Regions from separate parts of the Bactrocera dorsalis genome. Here region 2 is linked to region 1. A link is a contact called in public Hi-C data. All regions are on one chromosome and are shown on one strand. Each heading gives the region's core, a stretch centred on a gene start, on an enhancer-like site or on the middle of the called end of the contact. The rest is flanking DNA. Distances are from core to core; before and after follow the strand shown.

Region 1 (5,505 bases), core at 850-3,349:
CAATACTGTTATTATAAGTTTGTATAGCTATAAGTGATATGAAATATGCAGTAAAAGACGTAATGTATTATGTAATTTTATAATTAATGTTGTAGAATGTGAAAAATTATAAAACACATTTACTAAAAGATAATAGTAATCATATTCCCTTTGAAACGCGAACATCGTAAAAATGAAAAGTTACAGAAATAAATTACTTAATATTATGCACATAAATACTCTACTAAAATAACTACATTTATGCATACTTCTTTTATTATACCCAAGCGAAGAACTCGACTTATTGAATAAACTAACTCATAAAAAGCCTTCGATTTTTTTCTTATTTTAGAGTTCTTGTGTTAATCCGAGATTTGATTCAAAGTGGAGAGAGAAATCACTAACTTTCGATTTTTTACCGACTACTACAAATATATAAGCCAATATTAATATTAAGTGGAACAAAACGAAGAGTATATATTTTTGAAAATCTCTCCAAATAATTTCATATCGATAGCACATTTTCGTTTAAAAATTCACTACATATTGGAAAATCTATACTTGGATATGATTGGAAAGAAGAGTTGGACGTTACTATTCATAAAACATAAAACAATAGTTACACTGCATTGGCACCACCCAGCTTTAGCGATCACCTTAGGCTAGTTAGTCAAATCAAATAGTACATAATATTTTCCAAATAATTGGCGCCCATGAAGGCATTTATACATAGTTAAAGTGAATTTCAGTGAAAATTGCTCGATATGGTTTGATTTCTAGCCATAAATTAAAAAAATCATAAAACTGTCATAACAATAATTTGAAGACTCAAAAATAACAACCTCAGTAAAAAGCAAATAAGAATACAAAACAACATTCAGTAAGCACATCAATGGAAGTTCTCACTCAACTAAATTATTATGTCGGCGTTTTTCATGTTATTCCAAATTAAAATTGCACTCGGACATAATTTGGAATTCCCTCTTGCCAAGTGTTTGATTGCTTGTGCGATTTCTGGTTTTCTTGCATCTCGCTTTTCACCCCGACTTTGACCAGTAAGACATGTGGACATGTGGATACAAGAGGACTTTTGTTCCTCAGTCGACGACAAGCGGCAGGCAGCATCTGTCAATTATTCAAATACACACGTTCTTATGGGCACAGTTATTCAAACAACAGGAGGACTTCATAACAGTAGGCTTGCAGATGCCGCTGTCGCAAAATTAAAATCAATTTGTTGATGACAATGGGCAGCGTTGCCACTGATATGTTCAAATCTTTAACAAGTCTTATGGTCTTATGTAATAACTATTAGCAACAGAAGCTTAAAATATATCTGATGTATCACTTTTAATAATTCAAAACAAATGAATCGACCCATTTACTTATTTTTGCACAAAAATTTTATTTTGGACAAAATATTTAAAATTTATACGAGTGAAAGGTTTTCGGTCATTTTCAGACAAAAAAATTTTGCTTTCGTGTCGTGCAATCGTTTTTGTGTTTACAACATCATCATCAGAAAAGTCGGATATTATCTTTTGCTGTCCTTTTCGAAAACATGACTACATACAAAAAATAGACGATAAAATTCAAATATCTTAACATATATGTAATATTAAAAATATTACTTTGGAGACAAGCGCAATTGCAATTATGTAAAAAATTTCAAATAAACAGCAATGCCGAATTACATAGATACGAACTGTTAGGAACGTGAATAATCAACATGAACAATGCGTGTTGCCCGACTATGAGTGAAACGGTCTCTTCGGCTTTCCTCTTCGTTCCCTCGCCGGCAAAACACTAGTTTGAGCGAAAAAAGTTTTTGTGTGTGTGGACGCAATCTTAGTGATAGATATGTAGTTAGCGCATCCTTCCTATTTTGGAATTTTCTGAGAGTGACTATACGAACGATTAAAAAAATTAACTTTCCCATTTTAAAAATTATTTACATTTTTCCATTAATGATATATACAATTTTATTCATTATTTCAAACACACATTTACAGGTGATAGTTTCAGTTGCTTACACAATTGTATTAATATTTTATTTGTTGTTCCCTTACATTGGTTTATTTAAAATACATAAATGCGTTTATGCTTATAATCCTTGAAAATGTATTTAAAATTTTCAAAAGGAAAATATAAAATACATATGTATGTATATTCTTCAGGAGTAAAGGTAAATTTGATATTAAAATTTGTGCAAACTTATTGGAAATATGTTATATTATCAAAACCATAAATCAATGAAGGATTTTTTTGCAAACTTGTAGCCATTACAAAATCTAAATTCATAATAACTACGAATAGGAAAGCTATCTACTATATTGGAAATTGTCTTCAAAGCAGGATGCTGAAATCTTCTGGCAGAACTGGAGGACTCTCGCGACTTTTCATTTGAGACGTTAGCAGCTAAAATTTAATATTCTACAACGTTTGTTTAATTTCCTGTCAGTTATATTAAGACTTAAAAATAAACCTTTTGAAAACAATACAACTATTCTTATTTTTCTACTTTCATGGAAGCTTTAATTGATATATCTCGTGGTTTCTATGCACAAATTCACTACGTATATATGTATGAATATACATACATACATATGTCAATATGTAAATATATAGATTTCTAAATTACACTTGTGTGTGCAAGCATAGTCTCAACCAGCTCTTTTATCTGTGCTAACAAACAGTTGAGTGCCAGCTCGTTTTGGGAGAGTGGTTTCTGCTTTCAGTAGAAATTTGCACGCTATTAACCAGAATATTAGCAGTCATAGGACACTCACTAAATACAATACGCAAAAGTAGTAAAGCCTCTAGAATATATACAGTGCAGAGAACAATTCTGATATGAAAAGAGCTCACATGGAAAAGTTCAGAGAGCATTTTTATAAATTGACTACAATGCAAAAGACGCTCATGCAAAGCTACTCAAAAATAAAACACCAAATAAAATTTTTTTGTTATTTCACTCAAGTAGCAAATCGTCAATGCACTTATCACTTGCTGAACAAAAATACACCTCACTACCGTTCTTTCAGATGGAATTGAGTGCTCTTGCTGGCAAGCCACAAACGTTCAATTTTAACATGCGACAGACAGAGAAAAGTAGAAGTAAAATCATACAACCCTATAAGAAGCCCCAGAGTTATAAAGAGTGAATGAGGCAACGAACGTGGTGCCTTCGAGCAGAGCCAAAAGCAACGCTACCTAAAGCAGCGCGGCGAAAGATTGGAAATAACGATAACAGCGAGATGTTGCTGCGGCTGTTGAGTGTGAAATTGCGGTTTATTTATTTTGATTTGCTTTGAATCTGCACCCCGGATTTTATGAGTGTTATTGCCATGTCATTTTGAATACCTCACAGAACGAAATTAAGACGAGTAATGTGAACTCCCAACCGAGCAATATACATACATATGTACATAAGTATCTATGTACTATACATATGTATGTGTGTATATTAAAAAAAACATATCTTTCTATAGTTACGTACGATAATTGTGGTTATTCTATTTGTAGTTGTAACACATAAATAGTTGTGAATATCTAATTATTGTAAAGAGAGTTATAATCGACTTTTATATGGTAATATTATATATTACCATTTCTGTGGTGCATGTATGAAACCACTCACAACATACTCTTAGTGCGCTTTCATCCACCAATTTCTCTCCATGTAGCTCAATTCTCTTCCAGTTGAAATTCACATGTGCAAAAAATTGCAACATTTCCAATTAGCTTTACATTTTGCCTTTTGCATTGCAGCTCAATTACTTACACATACGAACTAAATCCCAATCAGTTACTGAGTGCCACTACGAATATCCACTCAACTCATTCAAACGTATTTTACTTCGTTTCAATGGGTTGCCCTATTTGTTCATACCGCTGGTCACTGTGCCTCGCTGCTTCTGCCTAAGTGTAGTATGTCAACCATATTTGAGTGTTTTAGATCTCAAGCGCGACTGCTACTTTTGTATTGTAAAGCTGCGGATTCTGTCGTTGTCGCTGCCGCTGGAGCGTAAGCGTCGCTGCTTCTGCTGCCTCAAATGTGTGCATAGTCATAGCGCGTACAAAAGCGCAGATATTACCAATTACACGAATTTTTATACTCTTTTAAAAATTTCGTTTTATTATAATATTTATTATCGTAGAGCGCAGTAGTGTCTGCGGAGCGTTTAGCGATTTAGTATTTGCGCTGACGTTGTGTACCCGACGAACAACAGAAGCGTAACCAAGCATACACAAAAATAATAGCGAATCAACGATTTGATATCAAAGTGAACGAGCGAGTGCCGTGAAAGCAAAATTCGCGTCGTATTGTCTTTTAACTGTTTGTGATTATTATTACAATACGAGCGACAATCGTCAAAACGCCATACGCTATTGCCATATATCATATAACGCGTAACGCTGTTGATATTAACCGTATTTGTGCAATATCATTACTATTACTATTATTATTATTACATTAATGTTTTTAATCGTTTTGTTATGTGTTATTATGCTCCATACTCACGTGTTGGATATTTTGTTTTTGCTGCTGTTGACTTTAGTGTAACCTTTTTGCAACAAACAAAATATGCTAGACAGAAAAGGTTTTCATCATATTTCAATGCATTCGTTTTAATTTTGCCAGGAAGTGTTATCAAAACGCGTCAAATAGTTATATCTCAAAAACGCGGTACTATAATGAATGTTATATAATAATAGTGATTAAAGTTTTAACAAATAACTTCAAATGAGTACGCATGTTGTATAAATCGACCGAGTTCGAGACAAATACTACAAAACTAACTTCAGCTTTTTACGAAAAAAATATTCCTAAAGTTAAAAAAAAAGTCACTATTCGTAAATTAATTGCGACAAACGCAAAATGTAAGAATTTTTCTTAAATCCATAAGTATATATTTTTAAAATGAGTTCAATGAGATTTGCTCGTTCATCCACATGTACCCCTGCCAAAAATCGAGGTTACAAACAACCCGTAAAGCACTTAGAAAAAATCATAAAATTTAAATAGTCGTAAAACTGACGCAATTGTAATTACAAGTCATACAACACATAAAAAATACGAAGAAGAAGAACAACGAACTACCATCAATGGCAGCAATAATTTCAAAGAGAAAAGCTGCAGTTATCGGCTAACAGAGTTTCATATGAACAGCTAGACATTTGCACAATGATTTCAGTAGTCACAGAACCACTTGCATGGAAGAAAAACTTCCGACAAATATGGTTCTCTTCGCCATAAAGCTTCTAAAAATGATCAGAATACCTGCACAGATGTGTTGGATTAAAATACGCATCTGTTACTTTAATTGGTACATAGTCTATGTTAACGCTTGTGTCAAAAATGCAAATAGAACAGGAAAAAGTATTCATGACAAAACCAAATATAGTCATTTTCAAATTGCGAGAAACGCGAGCACATTTTTCACTCATTCACATTTCTTATGAATATTGGATTTAAGTTAGTAAATGAGAAAATGAACGTAGTATACTCATGGATAATCTTTT
Region 2 (5,800 bases), core at 1,355-3,854, 55 kb before region 1:
TAGATTGCATATAACTAACCAGCCTTATGTGCCTGAAGGTATTTCCTTGGCTGTAATCCTTGGAAGTTGCAAGAGTATGAAAGGATCGATCATCCGAACTTAGTTCTTCGCTACTTCATTTGTTTGTTTTGGGCTTATTTAAGCAACTAATGAAGTAAAAAGCTTTTATAATTTTGTAGTCTACATATCTTTTAAGTAAATAAAGTTTAGGATAATAATGTCAATATTGGATCAGAAAAAGTTAAGTAAAAGTAAGTAGTAAATACTGTAACATTAATATTTTATCAAGATAATATTCAATTTTAAATTATCTTTCAAATTCAAATTATATATGTACTATTATTTTGGCACCTTTGCATGATTATTTCGAAATCCCACAAATAAGAAAAGCCACAATAAAAAAATAAGGGAAATAACTCATGGAACGATTTGAGGACACCTTTGCTTAGTTCAGTGAGATTTCTTTTTGCTATTCAACCCTTAAATTGAACGTTAGCAAGGACACTTGATAAAGAACAATGCTGATAGAGCACACTGCTATTGGTATAGGAGCATCCAGTCGAGAATATAATATTGTTGCATTCACATACAGTGTAATGTTTCCGATCATTAGGGCATTGCATTGAACCAATTTTATTCCTTTAAGAAAATATAATTTTGATGATAGTTGTATTGGAAAAGTTACACCAAACTAGTGTGCCTTGTATACGAAGTGAGCGAGATATAAAATAATATTAAACATTGTCAATATTTTGTTATTGAGTCGTGATATTTGCGGATTAAATTTCATTCAGAGCTTTTTGAATAATTTTGGATCGGTTGAGATATGAATCCTCAACTCTGCGCATGTTTAAATATAACACTGAAAAAGCGTATAGAGTTTCTTCATTGGGAAATATATGTAAATAAAAATATTATTACTTATTATAATTACTTGACTTATTTTATATATCCAGAAAACTCTATATACAACTTTATATTTATTTTTTGTGTCGCATTCGATATTTTCATAGAAATAAAAAAAAAATAGTTTTACCGAAATTTTTATTTATTAAAATAATTAAAGAATAATGTCAAGATTCCGACAATTAAATATTTAAAAAATATCCTAAGAGAATGATTTTAATAAATATATTATTAATAGGATAAATGTGGCATGTTCAACGTGAATGATTAAATAAAATAAAAAGGAAATAAGTCAAAAATGTAATATACGAAATACTGATTTTCTTTCATAAAATTTTTGTCATAAGGAGTAATGATGTGGCTTCTTACGTTTTTTCTTGTGTGTTTTTTTTTTTTTTTTTTTTTGAAAGAACGAAGTTGTAATATTTAACTTGAATGATAAAAAAATGCCAAAATGACACACTGCAAATCTGACAACTCTATATAACAGGGATGTGCATTATTCTTCTCAATACTTTCCTCGTTGCAGATATGTATACTTGTGCATATCTACCCCTAATTGCATGCACATAAAACTGCTATTTTGATGAAGGACATTCTATGGAATTTAACAAATCGAAAAAAGGAAGGTAATAGCATAGAATGAACAAAATTTGTAAAGCTGAAGAGAAATACATTAGCAGCAGGCAATGGACTTTTACCCATCATAATAACTGCATATGTTTTCTAGACTTTTTCTTTCATATTTTTACAGAACCTATTCTATCTCAAAACACTAAATATATTTTTTGGTTTGATTGGTAAAGTTAAATAGAATTTGTGACTTTTAACAAATAAACTAAATTAACCAAGACTAATAATTATGAAGTTTTCAAATCTAATTTTTATAATAATTTTTGTCTTCTGTCAGGGACACAAATTTTGTATGTAGATAATAATGATATAAGAAAAGTAGTTTTGAATACGGGAATTATTTTGAAGTAAAAACAAACTTGGTCATTGAATATAATCATATTTATAAAAAGTTATATTTCTTTAACAATTAAGAAAAAACAGGGATAAACGCATTAAGGATTAATTGTAAATACAAAGTTAAAACCAATACTTAAGACGAATAAAACTATTTGGAATTCAAATCAGGTGCAGCCAAAACCTATTTATGACAGACTTTTTAAAGCAGCGTCGGTTAAAAAAATAAATTGAAATATCGTCGGGTTTGATAAAGGTACGAGCACTTGAGGAAAAAAGCGGCGACTTGTAAATTTTTTAAAATTCTATGGTAGTAACAACGCTATTGACCGAATGGTAGCTTCGACTATATTTCAAATCACTCAAACTTTTCTTGTCAATATTTGCGCTGTTTTCACGCATACTACAATGATGTATCAGGCATACTTCAAAACTGTTGATGAGATAACAGCTGTTTTCGCTGCCCTGGCTGCAATGGGCGTGGTTACTGAGTTGAAAGCGCTCTTACGTCCTTCCGTATTTTCGAAAACTAGAATTCCAGTACATTTCATTTATGTCCAGACTAAATAAAATTTAGTATCCAACTAAAAACCGGCAACGACAATATTTGGTATATCTACCTTATTCTACTCAACACATTCGTGGAGTTGGGTAATTATAATGCAGACCAACTGCAATGTAGTCCGTGAAGGCTGAAGTATAGTGAACTTAGTAGCGATATGAGCGAATGCGATGGAAAATACTTTGTTAGTGTATAGTGAGCCCACGTTGGTTTAACGCTATGGTGGGTATTCAGTAGCCATATTTTCAGCAGAGCGAGATCGCGATTGTGCTTGACAGAGATAAACAGTTGTATCTCTAAAAGCAGCGCGGTTGAGTTCGGAGTAAGCGTCAATATTCATTGCTAACCTTTTGGGGACGGTCTAAATCGCTCAGGGTTCAATAAATGCCGGACATACATTTGGGAGCGTTTAGTTGACGCGCAACTTATTATAAAAAATAAGAAAAGAAACACTGGTAAACAATTTACTAAATGCTTCATCGTTCTGTATACAGAGAAGAATTTGATTGTGAAAATATGCACACATATACGCCGAACAAAGCTAAGGTTTGAGTCTGAGCAGAACAATTATGGCATGTCAATGTCAGAGCGGTTTTTCTTTGGCGCACAAATTTCTTGAGACTTTACTCGACACATGTTCCAAATTCTGAGTGTAAATAAGTAATTTGAATATATGTAAGATTTGCTTTATTATTAAGAAATATGTAAATGTATACGAAGAATTACAAATTTTTATAATGTACTTTAAGTATATTTAAATAAAAAGTTGGACTGCATTTCCATCGTCAATAAAGCAAATAATAAAAGATATTAGAACTTATCAATACTTTATTATTTATTGTGTCTGTTTGATGAATAATTTGTACCGTAAGATATTTGGTATACTTTACTTAACATTTTTTAGGTATACTTTTATTTGTTTGATATACATTAAAAATCAAAATTTCTGGAATATAATCGACGAAACTAAAATGATTGTGTGTTAAAGTATAATAACCATTAAATACTATTCGCATTTATAGAAGAAACCCGTAGAATATGGTATATTTTCTCTTTACTTGTCTCTATCTTTGATGCGTGCTTAAATAATGATGAGTCGCAAAACTATTTATATAGCGTAACCCGAACACACTTAAATAATATAATGAAAAAGATTATTGAAGATGGGTAATGGGTTTCTTATTACTAATTATATATATTCTACATTTAATAAATATATGTATAGCGTGGTTACCAGATGCAAATTCCCTATATATTAAAGTTCGTTTGCTTAAGTGATTTATAATATATATTCCTCTATTGTGATATATTATTTTTTACAGTTAAATAACAAATAGTAAAATGTAGAAAAAGGAAAATAATAAACTTGGCGATGCTAGTGCAATTGCAAATAAAGAAATGTTCACACAACAATTGATTTTAATCGTTGGGGATAAACAAACACTCAACTCGACACGCTGATCTTTCACATATCTTGAACTTAATATGCCCTGCTCAAATATATAAATATTTAAAATCTACAAAAAACGGTAAAACATTAATGTCAGATAGGCAGAACTTCAGATATATATATCCATAATTATTTTGGAATACATGTATGTTGGTTAAAACTCTTAATATGATTTCAGTTGGTAAACATGATTTCCCATTGATTTGTATTTTATTATATACTGAAAATAGTTATGGAATTAATTCACTACACTTATAATCTTTCCAAGTAAAATGCGAAGAAACCTAGCAATGATCTTCTATTTTATACGGTGAACAGTAGTTTCCGTAGTTCACAGTTTTAATAAAAAAGGTAACAATACGTCTTTTGAATTTAAAAACCAATAGATGAAATTATAACTTGTTTGTGCATTATTTGCGACCAGATATAAAAGTAAACTTGTTATAAATAAAAGATATCGATAAAATGGCCTCTTTAAAGCTTCGTTTAATTTTCTTTCCTTTGTTTAGGAGTGAGTCAAAACCTTCCAGTTATACTTAAACTATTGTTCACTGTTATAGCCCATAAACAAAATAATCACCCAAAGGGTTGTATGTATACAAATATATGCATATTCGCTTGATTGGCAATTAATTATAATAACAATAAATCTTTGAAATTTAAAATTTTATGGAGAAATTGATAAATAGCGCTCTAATTTTAAACGTTAATACGCTATAAATGTATAATAATTTTATGAAACGTAATAAATGTTTAATGTTCCATGTGTGCTTCTCCTACGCATGAGTTTTTATTAATGAATATAAATAATCGCTTATATATGGTGCAAGAAGAAGAAGATATGGTGCATGTTCAAAAATAAAAGCCACACACCTAATTAACTCTTCTGTTAACTAACAGTATTTGCACGATTTTTAAACATTCGCAACACAACGAAAAATCTTGTATACTTTTTTTACCTAATGCTTAATTGTAACAATTAAAAGTAATCGAGTTAGATATACACATATAGTATATAGTGTATGTATATGATCAGGATCTCAAGGCAAGGTGCTTGTTTGCTCGTCCGTTTGTTTGACCATGCAAGCGATAGCTGGAGATATTTTAGCACATGTTCCGATTAGTGCTCTGAGGAGGTAAGTATTGCAGTAAGTGGTATTGGGTCATTCATGTTATTTTGAACAGGGCATCGGATTTGGGGAAATATACATCAACAAAAAGAGCCATCTAATGCTAATCAAAATCTTTCCCTGCAAATCTCAATAAATGTGGGTGACTATTTTGAGGGTCTCATTGATTGTGCATTCAAATTAAACTATTTTTTAAGAACATTATTGATTGAACTAATAAAGAATAAGAAAAAAGCGGCGGTGTGATCGAAGTGTTGCCTGCAATGTGGAGTGAAATCAAAATGTTAAAATGTTTAAATAATTATTTATTGAGTAGTAAAACATATTCATTCAGTAAAATATAAATCATATTACTGATGTTGAAAGATGGGTCACTTCCAACAACGTCCACTGAAAATGGTCGTGGTACATTGAGCTGGTTCAAACGATGCAGAAGACAGATTTAACCGATTTTTGTCGATAGAGTCGAGGGTTTCTAGGCGAGAGGCATTGTACCTTCAAGTTATCGAATAAAACGGTACAGAGAACTACATTGAATCTTTCTAATTATACTAAAACAATCAATTTAATAAAAAAATATTGAATTTTGTTACTTGACGTTATGTATCTTATTATTTGTATGACATCTTCTGATCATTATCAAAATTAATTATGTACATTATAATCGATTTTCGCTTACTTCTTCAATAAATACTCTTCAAATATCTTAAAGTTATCACTTTCTTAATAAAATTACCATGGGTACTTTACAGTCGCTCTTCTCTTTATGCGTACTCCATTTAT

What was found. Hi-C and Micro-C count contacts between places; a contact is called where the count stands out from the background.
Region 2: a Hi-C map of whole body shows a contact between it and region 1, with 7 times the contacts expected there. The contact joins the enhancer-like site here to the promoter of LOC105226091 in region 1. A contact is called at or near these places in 2 of 2 Hi-C or Micro-C datasets (both in whole body).

What each region holds. Positions count from the first base shown.
Region 1 is chr2:51,799,056-51,804,560 of ASM2337382v1, reverse strand. It overlaps LOC105226091 (homeobox protein abdominal-A), which reads left to right and starts at 2,099. Exons shown (of 7, transcript XM_049448034.1): 1 at 2,099-4,036.
Region 2 is chr2:51,854,500-51,860,299 of ASM2337382v1, reverse strand. No RefSeq gene overlaps it. Among protein-coding and RNA genes, the nearest start is that of LOC105226089, 16 kb to the left of the region's middle. Within about 2 kb of position 2,604, the one cell type or tissue checked has open chromatin away from gene starts, as enhancers often do.